Linked DNA regions of Mus musculus: region 1 is linked to region 2. The links are chromatin contacts, called in public promoter capture Hi-C maps. All regions are on one chromosome and are shown on one strand. Each heading gives the region's core, a stretch centred on a gene start, on an enhancer-like site or on the middle of the called end of the contact. The rest is flanking DNA. Distances are from core to core; before and after follow the strand shown.

What was found. Promoter capture Hi-C pulls out the DNA fragments that hold promoters and counts their contacts.
Region 1: a contact with region 2 is called in a promoter capture Hi-C map of cranial neural crest. The contact joins the enhancer-like site here to the promoter of Hdac2 in region 2. A contact is called at or near these places in 8 of 39 promoter capture datasets (the C10 cell line, cranial neural crest, frontonasal cranial neural crest and 5 more), 8 of 115 datasets of contacts at active chromatin or transcription factors (astrocytes, bone marrow-derived dendritic cells, bone marrow-derived macrophages and 5 more) and 1 of 9 other capture datasets (adipose tissue).

Annotation. Positions count from the first base shown.
Region 1 is chr10:39,042,496-39,045,309 of GRCm38.p6, forward strand. It overlaps Lama4 (laminin, alpha 4), which reads left to right. Exons shown (of 38, transcript NM_010681.4): 9 at 86-197. Among named protein-coding and RNA genes, the nearest start is that of Lama4, 78 kb to the left of the region's middle. Within about 2 kb of position 1,361, at least 18 of the 459 cell types and tissues checked have an H3K27ac peak or open chromatin away from gene starts, as enhancers often do.
Region 2 is chr10:36,973,022-36,975,850 of GRCm38.p6, forward strand. It overlaps Hdac2 (histone deacetylase 2), which reads left to right and starts at 1,523. Exons shown (of 14, transcript NM_008229.2): 1 at 1,523-1,782. The coding sequence starts at 1,731.

The sequences.
Region 1 (2,814 bases), core at 111-2,610, 2.1 Mb after region 2:
CCAACCATCACAAGTACATTATATTCACCCATCCTCATAGGTGAGTATATAACATAAATCTAATGTTTATTTGTATAATTTGTAGGGAAGTCAAGCCTCAAGAAAGGGTATGCTGGTTGAGAAGGAAAGCATGGATACAATTGACCAAGCAACCCATCTTGTCGAGCAAGCCCACAACATGAGGGACAAAATCCAAGGTAAGTATCTTCCCTTTTGTTTAACTTCATGTCAAGGAAACATCCATGTGTGGTTGACAATTGAATAACAGGTATTGTCAGGGATTGCTGTGTGCAGGAGCATATTGTTCAAATGGCTACAGGTTTTAGCTTCCGTACAGTCTTCATGGTGACTTTGCACGTTAAGATTTCTAAACGCCTGTTCCTATGTATCTCTCAGTGTTCAAGAATAAATATACACAATCACTCTTTCAAGGCATTCCACTACATTTAATGCCACACTCCTTTTCTACCAGAGGAAATGTGGTGTCTTTAAACTGAAAGAGTTTAGTAGGAGTCACATTTTTTCCAATTATTTGAAGCCCTCAAATATGTCTCTGGTATATGAATAAACCATGTCGGGTGTGGCTGTACATACCTCTGATCTCAGGACTTGGGAGATAGAGGAAGGTGGATATCTGTGAGTTGAAGATGAACCTGGTCCACATAGCCAGTTTCAGGCTAGTTTTGGGTCATGCTATGAAACCCTGTATCAAAAATATGGGAGGCAGGGGTGGGGGTGAGGAGAATTAGAGCAAACCAGTCCAAATAATTTCTGGCTGTTTGTGATGCTCTTCCTTACTGACCAGCAGAGAAGTTAGTAGCTCAGGTTTGCAACCCAAAAGCAAAGGGACAAAGGCCTGTGAGTGATTCCGTGTCCTAAAGCATTGTGGCAGGATCTACCCGTCCTGCTGAAGATTCCACTCTTCTGAGCTCTGATTTCCACTAAGTGCAGGCTGCATCTTGAAGAGTGTTTTAACAGTGCAGGAAATCTGTCTTCAATTTCCCAACAGAAAGAGACTGCATTTGTTCTAGGATAAAGAGACATTCCTCGGGTTAGAGTCAGCGAAGATCTGCTATTTGTTTCCATGGGTTTTTTTTTTTTTTTTTTTTTTTTTTTGCTACATATCAGGAGTTAGGTGTCAATACCAAATGCATCTCAGGGCACAGTGACAGTAAAGAGACTCACAGTGAGAGATTCATATCTTTGCACTGAGGAGCCAGGAGCATATTCTAGGCTAAGGAACATATAAAGCCAAAATTGATCTTTGCTTCGCTTCCTTGGATGCCTGTAAAGCACAGGAAAAGCAAGTGGCGTGCATTTCAGACTTCCTGCTGCCTTCCTCCAAGCTCATGTGTTTGCATTTACTGATAACGTATTCCTTTCCTAAAGCATTGGTCTATTGATCTGTTCAGTCAGTGAGACAGAACCTAGAAATATGCCCTCGTATTTATCCAATTGAGAAATAAATGCCCCATTAGGCAGCAGATAAAGTCAAGAGCCTTCTAAGCCAGACAGAGGAAGTATTCACCTTTGCTATTTAGCAAACCAGGCCTTGGTCATTAGGTGTTTCCTTTGAAAAGAGTCTGAACCATCTTACTTGTCCTTTGGTCATGGGAAAAGACAGAGGAAAAAAATACCAAGGAAAGGGAAGAAGGAAACTAATTTTTATCAGTTTTCATTTCTTTAAAATAATGTATGAATAGTCTCCAAAGACAAAGGCACAAGTGTCACTGTATATATACAGTGCTAATCTGTCCCAGACATAGCTAAAACAAAACAGCCTGAGACTGAACAGAATTTACATCAAAATGCCAACTAATTCAGCTTTGCCCCACCAGAACCTGGGGTGAAGGTGGGAGTGGGGGATGGTGTGTTTGATTTATTTAAGGTTTACATTTAGTTTATTTCAATAAATCGTATTTTAGACTTTGTATGAAAAGTGAATGTTTAAAGCTTTGATACTTGGGGTTTGGAGGGGTTAGCAATGTTGATGTCCCTGTAACACTCACAGTAATGTTTGGAGCATTAAAACCATCTATCCCCATTTATGTCCCTTCTTTCAAAATTCAAGAACACTGCATTGCATCGATAGTACATCATTTCTCATTCCCAACCATCTCTAAAATAGCTGCCAGCGACCTTCAAGCTGGTGTCCACATAAAATACAACTCCTCACCCTGGTGTGATTTATGTGACGCCAGTGTTTGTCACCCATCTTATCTGGCCAACCACATAGATCATGATGAACCACAGACATACAATTTCATTATGCCAGGAAGATAAAGCACTTCCTCCCAGAGCTCCCAGAGAACAAGGGACCCATTCAGCTTCTCCTCTGATCATATGGAATAGGAATGAGGGCATGAAAGAACTGTTACATGCCAGTGTTTAGGCAAGTTACCTAATCCCTCTAAGCTTCAATGCCCCCTTGGTTCTAAAATCTTCAGCTCACATCAGATGTAGGACAAACCTTGAAGTCAAATGGCCCAGTCTTAAAAATATTCACCACAGAAGGCAAATAGAAAAATCATGTTATATGTATGTGTGTGTCTACATATATGACTTTAATATGTATATAACATATAATGTATATATTATTCAGAAAAAATATGAGCAAAATGATCACATGATAATTTTTTAATCCTTTTACTAGCTTGATTGTAAAACTATCTGAAAGGCTCAATTACAAATGTACTCTCATTTTGGCTTAGAGCTTTGTTTTGTTAAATCATTTATGACTAAAATGGAATTAATATCCCCATTGCATGCTACAAGTGACAGGAGACACTGCCAAACATTTTTTTCCAAGCCAAG
Region 2 (2,829 bases), core at 273-2,772:
GAGGAATTATGGGCAATGATAACATGTTAAATGTTGAGCTAAATGTATTAAAAAGCGCAAAAAAACAGGTGTGGTGGGGGAACAGAGGCTAGAAGTCTCCCTGAAAAAAATCAAGTCTTATTTCCTACTTCCCCCGTGTTTGGTCTGGGGAAGAACAATAGTGTTTGCTTAAGCATCTCATTCTGTTTTCAAAACCTTGCATGGTTGACTTGGGAACTGATAGAGAAAATGAAGCAAACAATACTCTGTAATCAACATTAACATCAAAGCTAGCTCTCTCCACTGTGGTCCCTGACCCAACCACGTTAATCTCCCAGGGTCTTGTTAAAACTGTAGGCTTGGGAGAGAAGTGGTTGTGGTGAGGGGTACCTTGGAGTAATTCTAAGTCTCTTGGGGTTAAGCCTGGAAGATTGGTGCTTTATGTATTAAGAGTCCTGGGGATCCGAAAGTAGAAAAATAATGATTTTTGTTAGTGACTCAGTATGGTTCTTACTTCAACACCTCCTCTTAAGGGAGGAAGTAGTGTGTGCATGTAGCTGGAATTTTAAATAATAACAGTTCAGGTGTGTGAGTATTTCATTAGACAGTCAGCTTCCATCCTTTATGCATCCTTTAAGCAGGTTGGTTTAGACAGGTGCACAATAAACGCCAGGCTATTAAACACAGGGACTCCAATATTTAAACCAATTCTTTTGAATTGTCTGGCTAGAAGCACATCCAGTCTGATAAAGTAGACAAAGCACGTGGAGTCTTGAAAAGTTCGACACCCCTTCGGTCCTCAGATGACTATTATTTAGCAATTGAGAGCACTATACTCCTTCTTTTGCCCACACCTATAAGGAGATGGACATGGCACGTACATCCCAGCACTTTTGACAGCTTTAAATGGTGTTTATTACGAGCAGGTATGGATGCTGGGAACAGTGCTTATACCGAGTCCTGGAAATGCTTATTAAACCCAGGAGATACAAGGAGTCTGCCATTAACCTCTCTGTAACTCAAGAGTAGTTATCAGGAGCCAATGAGGGAGAACAAGAGAATTGAAACACGTGGGAATATCGGACCACCAGGTAGCGGGTGTGTGTGTGGGGGGAGGCAGCCCTAGGGAGCTCTCAAGCCGAGGCCCCTCGGGGTCCCCGCGGCACGTGGCGGGCTCGGGCCGGAGCGTCGCGGCGGTGGGGGAGGGGAGCGGCATGAGCCCTGGAGGAGGGGTCTAGACTGCCCGGGATTCGTTTGAGCAGGCGCGGAGTGCGCAGGCTCGGCCCAGGCGCAACCAGTGCGCGTAAGACCGAGGGGTGAACCTCACTGCTGCGCGTCCGGGTCTCTGAGCAAGGGGCTAAAGTCCGCTTGTGCGCACCTCCGGACTGTGTGTGACTACCCGTAGAAACACTACTGTCGCCCTGGCCGGTGGCGTCCACTCCGTCCCGGTCGCTCCCTCCCGACCGTAGTTGTGGTGCCCCCCTCCGCGCAGCCGCAGTGGTCGCTCCCGCCTCGCAGCCCCGCCGCCCGGAGGCCTACCCCTGCCGAGTGTCGCGCGTCGGCGCCGCTGCCTATCCCGCTCTGTGCCCTACGGCCCTCCCGGCACCCGCCGCCGTCCCGCTCCGGGCTGCCCTTGCTCCGAGGGCTGCAGCACCGGCCGTCCCCGTCAGCCCTCTTGTCTGGCCGCCGGGCCGCGGCGGGCGGGAGCAGCCGGAGGAGGAGCCGCAGCCGGGAGGCGGCGGCCTGAGCCCATGGCGTACAGTCAAGGAGGCGGCAAGAAGAAAGTGTGCTACTACTATGATGGTGAGTGGCCGAGGAGCCTGCAGCCGGGATGCGGGGAGGGCGCGGCGGGGTGTCGGGGGTGGCAGCCCGCGGGGACACCAACACGGCCTACCCAGCGGTGGCGTCTCGGGGACGCCCGCCTTCGCTCCTCTCGGGTCCTCTCGGGCACACGCAGGTTTAGGGTGCACTGCCTCTGACCGGTCTCCCGAGGAACCCCAGTTGGCACCCTGGGCCTGACTGCACAAAGCTGGCGTCCTGGAGCTCCGCCCCACGTCCCTGTCCCCTCCCCCGCTCTCCCGGTCCCCCCTTCTCGCCCCCGATCTGTCCGCGCTGCGCTTCCAGCCTCACCCGGGACCCCGGCACCCGGGTGGGGCTGCGGAGGAGTTACTGCTGGCCGGTGGCCAAGTTCGCAGAGCGGCGCTGTCTCGCTGGTGTTTTGCGTGGACTACATCCCTCGCCTTTGTTCGCGTTCTTCGAGCTCCACTTTCTCAGGGTTCAAATGGAAGGGCTGCACTTCCTCGGTGACAATTAAGGGGTTTTGAGTTGGAAGTAGGTAGGTCGTTGGGAAGTGGTAGGAGAGAGGAAGCGTGCAGTTGTTCTTGTTTGATGGGTCCTGGCATGTCTCTATGGGAGGTTATTACCTCCCCCTTCTTTGTTGCTCTTTGTTCGATCTGCTATAATACCCTGCTCTGGGGGGTTAGGAAAGAACACCGGCATCTTGCTTAGGAACTCTTCTACTGTGGTGAAGACCTTGCTGCAGGAAACTTTGAGAAGTGGACTAAATATTCACAATGCAGTGAACGGTACAAGGTGACTGTAAGGATTTTCTAATTTGGAGTATAAGTAGTAATAGTCTCTGGGTTCAGTTACACCAAATGGAATGGTGCCCTGCCTATACAGATTTCACCCAAGACATCAATAGATAAACCATTGAGAGAAGTAATAAGGAAATTTGACAGAACTTTCGAAGCTCATTGATTGAACGCTTGATCTCCACAAAGCAATATGAAATTGGGAGCGTTTTCTGTAGTTGTATTGAAGTCACAGTGTTTGGAGAGGTAGATTAGA